Linked DNA regions of Sus scrofa: region 1 is linked to region 2. A link is a contact called in public HiChIP or PLAC-seq data. All regions are on one chromosome and are shown on one strand. The core of a region is the stretch at or near the end of the contact, and the rest is flanking DNA. Distances in the headings are between cores, read along the strand shown. Region 1 overlaps DAB2 (disabled homolog 2). Region 2 overlaps FYB (FYN-binding protein).

Evidence for each region. HiChIP or PLAC-seq counts read pairs in DNA pulled down with a chosen protein or histone mark.
Region 1: a contact with region 2 is called in an H3K27ac HiChIP or PLAC-seq map of alveolar macrophages. The contact joins two enhancer-like sites. A contact is called at or near these places in 3 of 47 Hi-C or Micro-C datasets (embryonic fibroblasts and fibroblasts) and 1 of 2 datasets of contacts at active chromatin or transcription factors (alveolar macrophages).

What each region holds. Positions count from the first base shown.
Region 1 is chr16:24,641,261-24,648,123 of Sscrofa11.1, reverse strand. All of the region lies in intron 2 of DAB2 (disabled homolog 2), which reads left to right. Among named protein-coding and RNA genes, the nearest start is that of C9, 69 kb to the right of the region's middle. Within about 2 kb of position 5,458, at least 17 of the 83 cell types and tissues checked have an H3K27ac peak or open chromatin away from gene starts, as enhancers often do. A contact at or near this core is called in alveolar macrophages, where this site is marked.
Region 2 is chr16:24,378,312-24,385,466 of Sscrofa11.1, reverse strand. The region is part of intron 3 of FYB (FYN-binding protein); the gene reads left to right. Among named protein-coding and RNA genes, the nearest start is that of FYB, 130 kb to the left of the region's middle. Within about 2 kb of position 4,801, at least 9 of the 83 cell types and tissues checked have an H3K27ac peak or open chromatin away from gene starts, as enhancers often do. A contact at or near this core is called in alveolar macrophages, where this site is marked.

The DNA.
Region 1 (6,863 bases), core at 4,209-6,708, 260 kb before region 2:
TGGGGCGGGGGCTTCGGTGTGATTCTTCAGGTAAGGATGTTCATTTCAGATCCTACTGAGAAGTGAATTTAGGACAGGAGACTGTGTTCTACCAGGGTTAAAAGGGGTTACGTTTATTTTCATTCTTCCGTCTCTCTTTTTTCTTTCTTTCTTAATGTGAGCAGGACACTGAATTACTGCCAGAGCAGTATCTGAGCCCTAGAGATATAAAAATACACTTTAAATCAAATCACAGTTCTCCACTGTCGACTCTGAAGATTTCTGCGTGAAATGACAGAGCAGTCCACCTCGAGCTCTATGTGTGAGCCCACTGCTCACAAATGAACTGTTTTCATCAAAATCTTCTCTTGAAACTACAGCTCATCGCAGATGAAATCATTTTCTTCCTCTGGCTTCTTAGACAAATCCCTTCCATTTGGTGGGGTAGAGCAAACATAAGTTAACATTTCTTAGTAAGAGTTTTTCGATTTAAAAAAAAAAATAGGTGTGGGTGGTCACTATTGAGAAAGTGTTACATATTGCAGTTAAAGGAGAGACCCATTTTGTGTGTGTGTGTGTGTGTGTGTGTGTGTGTGTGTTCTAATTGTCAAAGCCTCTATTTGCTTGAAAGCAGCTGTCATTTTTCCAGCTACTTAGCCTTTGGAAGTGAAACCAACACTTTGTACTTTTGGATCTTAGGAATTAAGCAGACTATCCTAAGATGTACCAGAATTAAAGTTCTTTGCATAAATGTTGTAAATATAGTCCCAAGACCAAATTTTATCTACTTCCTGTCATTCACACAAAGTCATTTTTTTTAATATAGCAAATTACTTCGGAGGAATATTGAAAACTGTCAGCACCACCCTCCCCGCCCCCACATGTCCAGGTACCATGGGATGGCACAGGTAGAAGAAATAGTAAAGGCCGAAAGAGATGGTGTTCTCATTGTCACCAGGCTTTACTGCTCTGCACCCCTGAGTTCTGAGCTTTCTAAGCCTGACCTACTTGAGAGCAGGGACTGTCACTCACACTGAGCTGTCCCAAATTACACACTGGCTTTGCAGTCAGGGCTAGGCTGGGACCACAAAATACATCCTTGGTGTCCCATGAGCCCAATTTGAAGCCCCAGTTTCCAGAGGTAAAATGCAAATCCTGTGTGTTGCTTACTCAATAAAATCAATAACCCCTTCCCATCCAAATCATAATTTAATATTTTCACATTTAGTACACACTGTTTCAGATTTTTTTAAAAAAGGGAAACATGCTTTTCACAAGAATAATTTCATAATTCTTAAAAAGGAAGAAAGCTTCTGAAGATGTTTTACAATTGTTCATGATTTTAAAATATGGAGAAAATGAGTCCCCAGCTTATAAAGGTTCACTAAGGTATGCTATAGAGTGCCTTCCACTGATGAGTACTGTAGAGCAATATTTTCAACCATTTTATTTTTCATATTCAGATACTTGTTAGAGTTGCAGGAAACACTATGGAAATCAGTACAGAGAAAGTCCTGTTATGCCCACACTGTGCGGGAAGCCAGTATATAATCTCTCTGTTTATATCAAATATACAGCTTATTTAGATAGGTTATATAGATGTGAACATTTTTGTTTATATCAGTTTCATAGAGAGTATTGTTTTTATTTCTGTATATACAGGATTATATGTCATATGTAAATAAAGTATGTTTTACGTATACACTCAGATTACCCACCAATTTAAGTGCACCCACAGCTGCCATAAAAGAGACAGGAATTCCTTTAAAGGGGGCAGTCACACGTGCAACTGTAGAGACAGCAGATCTGAGCTGGTATCCACTGCCTCTTGCCAGGAAAGTCAGGAGTGAAGGCAGCCCTTTGTTCAAAGGGCCCCACCGGTTTAGGATGATTTGGGACGCCACATCACTGGAAGCGGCAATCCGGACAAGGAATTTGTGAGATGAAGGTCGCTGGGTCCCACCCCTTTCCTGCGGAGTTTCCCTTTCCTGTCCTTAAGCGCACCCTCCCCAGCGCCTGGTCCCCAGCCCCGCGAGCCGGGCTCTGGACGGCGCCCCAACTCTTTCCTCCTCCCTGGCGCTTGGGCTCCAGGCGATCGCCCCCCGCTGGCGGGGCTCCGGCCGACGCGAGCCGGCCCTGAGCGCCGGCCGCAGTTTGAGTTAATAAACAGTTAAGTTTGGAAGACTCAGCAGACACGTTGAGGGGGAGTTACCCAGCCCAGGCAGCAAAAACATCCCGGCGCATTCCTGGGGAGTCCTCAGCTGCCAGCATCTGATTAGAACCATATCTCGCCGGGAGTGGCCCGCGGCTCCGAGGCTCCCGGGCCGGCGGCTATTTAAGCGCGGCCGCCGTGTCGGCTGCGCGGCAGCCAGGAGGCTCGGGCACCGGGAGTCATGCTCGCATCGCAGAGGCGCTAACTAGCCTGTGAGTAGCTTTTCGAGCCTTCTTCCCTTTGGCTCCATTTCTGACGACCTCCCCTCCCTTGCTTTTCCCCACCTCGGGACACAGACGCAGGATTGTTGGGGCATCATAGAAAGGAGACGGGGTGCTTGGGCAAACAGGCGGTTTTGTGGCCTGACATCCGAGGAATGCTCCCACGGAATGCTTTTACCTTTGGGGTCGGACTCCAGATGTCCCCCTTGTGACATTTAATAAGCACTTAGTGTGTGTGTGTGTGTGTGTGTGTGTGTGTGTGTCTGTGTGTGTCTGTGTGTGTTTGTCTGTGTGCTCGCGCGCCGCGCGCGCTCGCGCGTGCGTGTCTCTGTGCTCCTTTAAAAGCTCTGCGGGCACCCAGGGTCGGACGCTGGTGTGGCTGCTAACCGCCTAATTAACTCCTCCAGGGGTGTTTATTTTTGTCTGTGACAAAGGCTAGGGACCTGGTTTGTGCCCAGGAGAAGCCTTCCCTGGTGTCTGACAAGAGTACAGCATTAAAATGTGAACTTTGTCTTACACCCGCATTCTTAAGAAAAGTATTTGCCCAAGAGGCTGGACAAACTTATTTGAAATCCCTGGAGCTCTGACCGCCGTTTAAATGCTGTTTGCCTGCTTTCTGTAATCTGGAAAAATTAAGTAAGAATTCTAGGAAAGGGGGAAAAAAATGAATGGGTTAAAACGGTGGAGCACCAGTCAACATAGCGGTTTTCATAGCATAGAGCTGACTCTGTTATTTGTTTCTGCTGCCCTTTCCTCTTGACTTAATTCTTAGCCTGGAATTCAGGTCCACAGTCAGTTTTAGCAGGGAGCCGTTTGGATCCAAAGGGAAATCTAACTGGATTAAAAACACTTAAAGAATCTGGATGTTATCTCCACACCCCCACTCCACCCCCTCCCAATCTTATCCTTTTTCTTTTTAGTTTGTGTTTGGAAGCAAGAGAGGCACTCTGTAAAATGAGAAGAGGAGAAATAAGCTTCCAGACACATGGAAAGACTTAAAAATTATGGAAGGGCGACTTCATGAATAGTAAATGTTGTTATTGCACTATAAAGTGACTTAATGAAAAAATTTCTGGCCCTAATCAGGCAAAGCACTGGAGTGGGGGAGAGGGAGGTAGAACTCACTCAAACAGAAGGAATGGCTGAGCAAAGAAGGCAGCTGCAAAAATGCTTTCAAGACGTCTGTCTGATAAGGCTCTTGGAATGGCTTTGATGGGATATATAATTGATCTTCCTGCAGTCTTGAGGTTGGCTCCCCACACAGGAGTGTCAACTGGGTGTTGAGGAAGGAGGAACTAGCTGGGAATGGGGGAGCTTAGATACCAAATGGCTTGCCTCCATTCTCTGTGACACCTCCACCTGGCTTCTTCAGCCAGCAGCCAGACCTTGGTTAGGCTGCCCTCCCCTGGGCCCAGTGCTCTGCCCATTCCAGGTTCCGCCTCTCCCTCATGGAAGGGAAATAGGCCTCCATGACACTAGCAGAAAGTTTATTGCCTTGAGAATTCGAGAGTATTTGGGATCGAGCTCTCCTTAATCTTTGGGGAAGGTCTCTTTTGGTTGAAGTGCTAGGTGTGTGGCAGTAAACAATGCTACGTTTAATACACTGTGCCCTGTGCAGTGTGGATAGTCTTGTTGGGAGAGCACAAAGGAGGCCTGGTGGTTTTCCCCAGTGTGTATTTCTGGTACAGGTTATTTCTTCTACATCCCTAATCGGGATCCTCCTAGAGCAGTCTCGTTTTTTTTCCTGTTGGTGATGAATAACTTCACTTCCCCTTCCCTTCCCACTCCCGGCCCTGTCTCTTCTTATCCAAATGGCTGCCTAAGAAATCAGTTCTTCTTAAGCTATACCCTTCTCCATTTTAATGTATGGCCAGAACAGGCAGATGGGAAGGGAACGTCTTCCAACTTTGAGCCTTGACACACTGGTCGTTGCCATTCTGATGATCTTGGACCCATCAGATCTTCTCCTGACGATGTGAGAGAGGGACAGGAGCATGGCACTTATTCAAAGCCTTGCCTCATTTGTTAAGGGCAGAATCCAGAGTCTGCATTTCCACTCAAAACTTTTTATAGTTGTGGATTCAACTAAAAGCCTAAATTCCTGTGCATTAGCTTACTTGTGTTGTCCAAGAGGTTGAATGGATTTCAGCCATCTTGTTTGGGTTGAAGGGAATTGCTTTTAAGATGCTCGTTGGCTTGAGGGGGTCCAGGGATCCCTGGAAGCTACTGACCAGCCAGTTGGGGTGATATTTATGGGCCTCCTCGGCCGCAGTTACCTGAAGATTTAGAAAGCAGGAAGGCAGAAGCTTTGGTCAGCAGGAGGCTTTGCGAAGACACAGGCTGTTAGTGGTACAGCCAGTATGCACTGCTTCATTTCTCCTTCTCCCCTCATATGTCTGTAAGCCTGTCCTTGCTACCACCAATATTTTTTACCAGAATAGCTTTGAAGGTTTCATGTGTTTCCCTTCCTCAGTCTCTCCTGACTTGAGGATTTAATTAATGCTTTTCTTGGAGACAAAAATAAGATGCTGAAAGATTTGAGAAGGGTGCCAAAGACAGAGCTCTCCAGGGTGTTAAGTTGCCCTAATGGCCAGTGGAAGGCTTGAAAGTGGACTGGTTGGGGAGGTTTTGATATTTGACCAAACGCATAAGGTGTTCTACCCTCCAGGCAGAACCAGAATGAGAACTCGACTGGCAGTATGAAACACCTGTGTAACAGGATGTGGTATTTGAAAATTCTTGAGCACTGCTGTGTAATTCTAAAGTCGAAGCTGTGCCACTGAACTGCACAGAGGTAGGCAGGAGTCACATTTAGTTGAAATAGCTGTAGTGTCAGATCTGTCGGCTTAAGGGAAACCTAACTCATGGTAATGTATCCTGCCTGGATTAGTCCTGTGACTCAGAAGGAAAGGAGGCCATCTAGTCCCCTTCTACAGAGGACATGCTAATTTCTGGTGAGGGGAACAAATGACGCTAAGTATGGACATAAGGGGCAAGCACACAGGCTGGCTTCCCCTTCCCACCTAGCACAGCTGAGTGGTGGGAGTGGTGGTTGAGAGTGTGGGTTCTGGAGCCCATTGCCTCAGTTCAAATCCCACAGACAGCACTGGTGCTCATGTGACCATGAGCAGATTGCATCATCTCTCTGTACTTAAGCTTTCTTATCTGGAAAGAATAATAATACCTACCCCCAAGGCTTATTGGGAAGACTGGTAATCTAATGTGCTTAGAATGCTTTATTTTATGTTTTGTTTTCATTTTGCTCCCTGAACCACTGAACCACTGAATTATGTACCTGGGTGAAAACTGACAGTGGAATAGGGAATTTCTTTGTCAAAGTTGGACCCCACCCGCCTACCTGAAAAATGTTAATCACTTAAGCACCTAATATTAACAAAGCCAGGGAGTTTGCTGGGCTTATGCGAAACGGACTGAGAGTTACTCTCTGTTCTCTGCCTGGCGCCTGCAGTTTAGTTTGGTCAAGCTGACCTCCTCTGGTCTCATTTAAGTCTTTCCCACCTCCCTCCCCCGCCCCCAGACTCTCTACAGAAAGGGAGCAATCCTTCCCCCTGAAGTCAGCATCATAGCAGAAGGAAGTGGGAAAGGAGGGACCACCCGGACTAAACTGAGGGCCTCGGCTAGAAATAAAAAGTCTGAGTCAGTAGAGCCCCATACTGTCCTTGCCCTCATAGCTGGGCAGGTTGCCATGGTTACTCCCCTTCCTGACTCTTTCTCCTACCTTGGAAGGAAGCCTGAGACTCCAGGGTAAGCAAAATCTGAACAAATTGCTTCCTGGTCTGAAAATGGAAGTTACTTTTTCATTAAGTGAGGTAGAATCTCCTCTCTACCCAGCTTATCCTTTTCCTCTTCTTCCCAACTTATTCTAATCCAAAATTTTACTCCAAATGTTCAAATTCTTGCTAATTCCTACATTGTTGCAATAGAGAAACAGTAGGGCTTATGAAGCTTCAGGAACATAAAAGCTATTGTCTCAATATAGAAGCAGCCTGGCAATGTTTCTCTGCTGCCATAACTTATAACTTAGCCCCTAAGCTAGCTAGCGGCAAGTGACCTTTAACTACTGTAAAATTTTGAGTGAACTGGGGGGTGGAATGGGGTGGTGCTGAGTGAGTGTCACCTGCAGGGACGTTACCAGGAGGCAGAATGCATGAGCGCTGTCACTTAGATTTTTAGGTAACGATGGAGAAAAAGGAGCAGGTAGATTAGGAAGTAAGAAGACTGGAAAAGCTGGGTTTGAAACGTTCTCCAGCCTGGAAGGGATTGGAGTGAGGGGTTTATGGCTTAATATTTTCTCTGGGTAAAAAGCTATCTTACTTCTCCTTAGCAATATGATGCAGACTTAGATCTTCATGTAACAGATGAACTGCCATAAGTTCTCATTTAACTGTTAAATTCATTCATTCTTTCAAGATGGGACACTTAGGAGTTCC
Region 2 (7,155 bases), core at 3,552-6,051:
GCATATGGTAGTACTCACAGCAGCTGAGGTCTATCCCAGTCACAGTCTGCTTCTAAACCTAGGAGTGGGCAAAAGTAAGACCTCTCCTTCTCCAGCTACAAAAATGCAATACATGTAGTGTATTGCTTCCCAAAGAAACCTATGAGAGGGAGCTTTTTACTGAGAGCCGGCACGGAGGCACCTCCTGCCTAGCAACTACCAAAATAACAGAACTTCTAGAAAGAAAGCAGGTGTTCCCCCTAAGTCACGTTATTTATACAACCTAGGCTCAGCAAAGCACTCTTGTCATTTAGGCAATTTTTCCTATCAGTGCAGGGAAAGCTTTTGGAGCTGAGTTCCCAGATATGAGGCAACAGCCAATCTTGGTCAAAGATTCTTTTAAAAGATAGCAGCTTCACGGAGTTCCCATTGTGATGCATCAGAAACAAATCCGACTAGTATCAATGAGGATGTGAGTTCGATCCCTGGCCTTGTTGAGTGGGTCAGGGATTCAGGGTTGCCGTGAGCTTTGGTGCAGATAGCAGACGAGGCTCAGATCCTCTGTTGCTGTGGCTATGGCTGTAGCATAGGCTGGCGGTTGTAGCTCCGATTCAACCCCTAGCCTGGGAACTTCCCTATGCTGATGGTGCAGCCCTAAAAAAAAAAGGCAGCTTAGGTCCTGCTATGTTAACTCCTTTCTGTAAACTTACCCCCTAGGCAGAATCCACTGTGATAAGGTGGGGAATAAAAAGTTGAAGAAGGAAGAAAGGATTTCAGAAAGAGACCTATAGCCTGGCCTATACCATCATACAGATGCTGCTCAATTTCCCACCTTTGTAGGAAATTCTTACAACATTGAAAAGATCCTGCCCACCAGCCATGCTCAAATTTTTTTTTCACAATATTGTTTTCATCAGAAATTAGCAAAACCCACCAATGTAATTTTATCTCATTCCTAATTCCATCTTATGAAGGACTCCTAAAATTAAAAAGTTTGAGGCAAGAGCCTCAAAACACATATGCTCAGGAAAAAGATGAAGAGAAACAAGAAACTTAGATGTTACATTGCCTGGACAAGCTAGAATTGGCATAGCTGAAAGCTGTCAGATGGAGAGAATAGAGAAAATGAAAGCTAAAGGACATCTGTGAGATAACTTTTTTTCAAAAGTAAAAATGCGGTATATGGTGAAAGACTTTCAGGCTCCCATCAGAGGCTCAAGAAAAATCCAAAATGAAGAAATATCTGGGTTGCAAACTTTCCCCCACTAGAGGAAGCTAGATAAGACACAAAGAGGAAATGAAAGTATAATGGGTCTTGATATTCAGGCTCACAAATCTATATTTCATGTGGGAGGGAAATGTATAGAATCAACTTTTTTTTTTTTTTTTAGGGCCGCCTCTGCAACATATGGAAGTTCCCAGACTAGGGGTCAAATTGGAGCTGCAACTGCCAGCCTATATCATAGCCACAGCAACTCAGGATCCAAGCCACATCTGCAACCAACACCACAGCTCACAGCAACACTGGATCCTTAACCCAATGAGCAAGGCCAGGGATTAAACCCATGTCCTCATGGATACTAGTTGGGTTCACTACCACTGAGCCACAACGGGAACTCCTGAAACCATCTTTTTTTTTTTTTTTTTTTTTTTTTTTTTTTGTCTTTTTGTCTTTTCTAGGGCTACACCCGTGGCATATGGAGGTTCCCAGGCTAGGAGTCTAATCAGAGCTATAGCTACTGGCCTGTGCCACAGCCACAGCAATGCCAGATCTGAGCCGTGTCTGCAACCTACACCACAGCTCACTGCAACACCGGATCCTTAACCCACTGAACAAGGCCAGGGATCGAACCTGAAACCTCATGGTTTCTAGTTAGATTCATTAACCACTGAGCCACAACAGGAACTCCCCCGGAACCATCTTTAAGTAAAATTGTGAGAGATGGGTACTTCTGTGCTTTTCCACCACACTTCCAAACACACACCTGGGTGTTTCCCAGGTGCTCCCTCTATGGTCTGCAAATGTCATTCATCCCCTCTCTAATGTAAGGTCACTCTCAGGTCAAGATCTAATTGATTTTTTTCTATAATTCAATAATTATTCAATAATTATTTTTTGAGCCACCACTTTGTGCCTTTGTAATAGAAATTCAGGAAATATCAGTAAACAAAATAAAGATCCCTGGAGTTCCCATATGGCTGGGTTGGTTGAGTATCTGGCATTGTCAGTACAGTGGCTTGTGTAACTGCTGTGTCAGGGGTTTGATCCCTGGCCTAGGAATTTCTGCATGCCAAAGATGTAGCCAAGATAGTTAGATAGATAGATAGATAGATAGATAGATAGATAGATAGATAGATAGATAGATAAAGGTCCCTGCCCACCTATAACCTAGGGCAAGAGACATAAGAGATAAAAATAATAAACAGGTGAAAGATAGCATATGTTGGGAAATATCAAGTGCCATAGGAGAAAATAGGGCAGGGTTAGGTGATGGAGTGTGAGGGTGGGGTTGGGAACAGCATGTTGCAACTGTAAAGGGAGATGTGAGGGTAGCTCCCTGTATGGGAAGTTCATCTTGAACGAAGACTCAAGGAAGCAAAGGAGTTAGGCACGCAGACTCCTGGAGGAAGACCATGCCAGGCAGAGAGGACAGACAGAACAAAGCCTAGAGTATTCAAGGACTCAGAAGGAGGTGGCTGGGCAGGTGTAGGTGAACAAGGGAAGGAGTAGTTGAGAAAGACCCAGCTTACACGGGGCCCTGCAGGTCATGATGGAGATTGTGGCTCCTGTTCTAAGTGAAATGGGAGACACGGGAAGAACCTGAGCAGAGAAGTGATGTCTTCCAACTTAGGCTTTACAAATATCGCCTTCCCAGCTGTCTGAGAGCGCCAGGAGGCAGTGTCGAAGAAGGGAAACCAGTTAGGCAGATATTGCAGGTATGCAGGTGAGCTATGGAGGTGGCCCTCAGCAGGATGGTGCAGTGGACGCAGTGAAAGGTGTCCTGGTCATGGATATATTTTGAAGGTAGAGACAGCAGAATTTGTATTTAGGGTATGAAAGGTAGAGAGGCTCCAAGGCGGCTCCAAGGCTTTGAGCCTGAGTAACTCCAAAGATGATGTTTCCATCTCTAAAGCAGGCTTTGCTGAACATGAGCAGGTTTGGTCATGAGAAAGATCAGGAGGGCCTGGCCTGGTTAAGCCTGTGGTGTCTCTTAAACACCCAAGTGGAGATGTTGAGGAGGCATTTGGGCATAAGAGGTGAAGAGTTTGGGGGAGAGTTCTGGGTTATAAATACATATTCGAGGAGTTCCCGTTGTGGTGCAAGAGAAATAAATCCAACTTGTATCCATGAGGATGCAGATTCGATCCCTGGTCTCGCTCAGTGGGTTAAGGATCCAGCTTTGCTGTGGCTGCAGTGTAGGTCACAGACACGGCTTGGGTCCCGAGTTGCTATGACTGTGGTATAGGCTGGCAGCTGTAACTCTGACTCAATTCCTAACCTGGGGGCTTCCATATGCCACAGGTGTGGACCTAAAAAGCAAAAATAAAAAATACATATTTGAGAGTATGGTCATATATCCCACACTTAAAGTCATGAAACTGAAGATCACCAAGGAAGTGAGTATAAGCAGAGGAAGAACTGAACCCCAGGACGCTCAAAATCCACCAGGCCTGGGAGAAGGAAATTCTGCAAAGGAGGATAAAAAGGAGCAACCAAGGACGTAGGAAAGATCTGAGTGTGGTGTCCTTGGAGCCAAGTAAAGCTAGAACTCCTAAGGGGGAGGCAGTGATCGGTTGTCAGCTAAGTAAGGATTCGGCGTTGCCGTGAGCTGTGGTGTAGGTCACAGATGTAGCTCGGATCCCACATTGCCCTCTGTGGTGTAGGCTGGCAGCCACAGCCCCAATTCCACCTCTAGCCTGGGAACTTCCATATGCTGCAGACACGGCCCTAAAAAAAATTAAAGGAAAAGAGATAGGAGTTCCCAATGCAAGGGGATTGGCGATGTCTCTGCAGTGCGGGGATGCAGGTTCAGTCCCCTGCCCAGCACAGCAGTTCCCGCAGTTGCATAGGTCACAAAACAATGGATACTCCATGTGCCACAGCCCAGCCAAAAAAAAAAAAAAAAAAAAAAAAAGATGGTAGAAATAACAGTATGTTTCTACACTTGTGGAAATCGTAATGGTGGAGAGAGAATTCCTGGGACCAAGGACTACAACTACTAAGAACTGAAGCTCAGGGACTGGCTTCCCAAAGGCATAAGTGATAAGGTTCACAGTTCTCCCCAGGCTGTGGAGTCTGGATTACTTCAGGCAAGAAAACGAATCTCTAATTGGGATCAAAGCAAGAATTTCAGGAGATAGCTTGACCTTTTATCATCTGCTTACTTCCCAGAAGTCACTTGTAATTTTCTCCTTTGGGTCAGAACGCCCCGAGAGTGTAAAGGATTGGAGGCAGGTGAGAATTAAAAATAATAAACATCTTCAAAAGGAAAGTAGTTGAGGCCAGTTAGAGTGTGTTTTAAATTGTATTGTTTCTCCACCTAGTGGTCAGATATCGGCTAGCTCTACTTTCTGCTCTTTTACACAGCTGAAGAGGAACTGAAATGGGTCAAAAGAGCTTGTTTATCATTTTCACTGTTCAAATCCACATCTTTAGGGTAACATATCTCTGGGTACCATTTTCAGAAATTAATTAAAAATTTAACAGTATAATTCTTCATGTGAAAACAGAACCAGAGGATGAATACTTTGGTATACGAAGCAAATTATATGGTTATTAATAGTAATGAGACAGGAAAAGTGAAGTAATAAGAAGTAATAAATAATGGAAATGACTAAGGTTGGAAAAGGAAACGCTGAACAGTTCTTACCCTGAGGTCATTCTTAGTCAGTGTAAGATTTTTTTTTTTTTTCCTGGCTCTAAATTTGGAGGAAAAGTAAGAATTTACCACCATAACCTTTTTATCAATTAGGAATGCTTAACATTTTCTGGAATTGAAGCCTTGCCATATCAGTCATCCATGACCAGGCAGTCTTACCTAAGTCCACTGGGAGAGCATTGGCTTAAACAATTCATAGTTTTGTAATTCCTCATGCGTTAAATACCAGAAGACATGTTCCAGAGAAAAGTTCACAGGATTTCGTTCTCAGTGAGGGCAGGTATGGCACAAAGTTTTCTGTGTCACTTGATTTCCTCCTGATTCTTAAAAAAAACTGACAATGAGAGGCTGAAGCCATGAATAAAGGTCATGAATAGCCAATAAAGTTTAAAGGTCAACAACTTCACATCTTCAAATGTCAGGAAATAGAGCTCTAATAGCTTTCGAAACATGACAGTCAGAACATTACATTGATTTTGCCTCTCCAATTTAATTCTGCATGCATAAAAACAAAGAACTGTGGTGAAAGGCCTTCTCGAATAGATGTCCTATTGTAACAGCTGAGGAAGAAAAGCTTCCTTTTCTTCTTAGACTGCTCCCTCTGCTTTGTTTTCTAGGACTTGGGATGTGACTAATTTTGTTATTGGTCTCTTTAACTCTGTGGAGCTTTTCTCAATGCCTGGAACACTTTCTTTGAGCAATTGGTGACAGTTTGATCTCGGTCTGTCCATGACACTCACCTGTCTCTCCCCTTCATCTTTTATCCTTCACTGCTATTCCTATTCTTAACCCTATTTCCTATTTAGTGACGATTTTCACTTCTACATATTAAACCTATGAATTCACAGGTGAATTCAGACCTATATAAAATTAAATAAAATTTGTATGCTATAATGTTGGGTCCATGAATATGCATGTGCATGCAAACATTATCCCCAAGTATAAATGATTTGCATTCAAGTGCAGGCACATAGGTTTAAATGTGCTGTGCAGACACCCTTCATTTTGCAAATATTTGTTATTCATCCAAGTGTTTCAGGAAGTAAACTGCAACCCCAGTAGTACATATATATATATTTTTTGCTTTTTAGGGCCACACCCACAGCATATGGAAGTTCTCAAGCTAGGAGTCGAATCAGAGTTGCAGCTGCCAGCCTACACCACAGCCACAGCAGTGCGGCATCCGAGCCACGTCTGCCACCTACACCACAGCTCATGGCAACACCAGATCCTTAACCCACTGAGCAAGGCCAGAGATGAAACCCGAATTCTTTTTTTTTTTTTTTTTTTTTTTTTTTGGCCTTTTGTCTTTTTAAGGCAGCGCCCATGGCATTTGGAGGTTCCTAGGCTAGGGGTCAAATCGGAACTGTTGCTGCCAGCCTACGCCAGAGCCACAGCAACGCAGGATATGAGCCGCGTCTGCAACTTACACCACAGCTCACGGGATGCCGGATCCTTGACCTGCTGATCGAGGCCAGGGATTGAACCCACAACCTCATGGTTCCTAGTCAGATTTGTTTCCGCTGTGCCATGATGGGAACTCCAGAACCCACATTCTAATGAAAACTAGTCGGATTCATTTCCGCTTCGCCACAAGGGGAGCTCCCCAGTAGTCTTTTTAACTTAATATTCTTCTTCAAAAATGATAGCAAACAATTCACTTTAGTAATAAATGTTAGTTTCTTAGTTTTACTAGGACATCATTAATTTAGCCAAAAAGAATCAAAGTGCTACATATGACAGGAATATTCTAATAGCTTCCTAAAGATGACATCATAATATTAAATTAACAAAGCAATAATCTCTTTCTTCAAAGGGCTTATGGTCTCTTAGTAAGAAGAAAGACTTGTAAGTAATTGCTTTATAATTAGAGTAATCCAGAATAATCACTGTGGTGGCTCAATGTATGACATATGGAAGCAGCTACTGCATGAGCTTAGGAGAGCTGAGAATAACTTCACAGTGGAGGGAGTGTTTAAGAAGAGGTTTAGAGATGAAAGAGAGCCTCAAGCCAGGGATCATGAGAAGGGAGAATTATTCCAGAGAAGGCAAACAACATGAGCTCAGAATGGAAAACAAGAAACCAGTGTTCAGAGAGTTAAGTGCGTTCAGTATTAATATGTGAAAAGAAGATGTAAGGAGAGGAAATAGGAAAACTAAAACTGTTAAAAGAGCAGGAATTCATCTTAAGAACCTGTATATCATGAAAAGGGCTATAAATTTTATTCTGTAGAATGTCAGTGTATTTTGATATCTAAGATATTTACATCCTGTGCTTTTAATGGATATTCACATG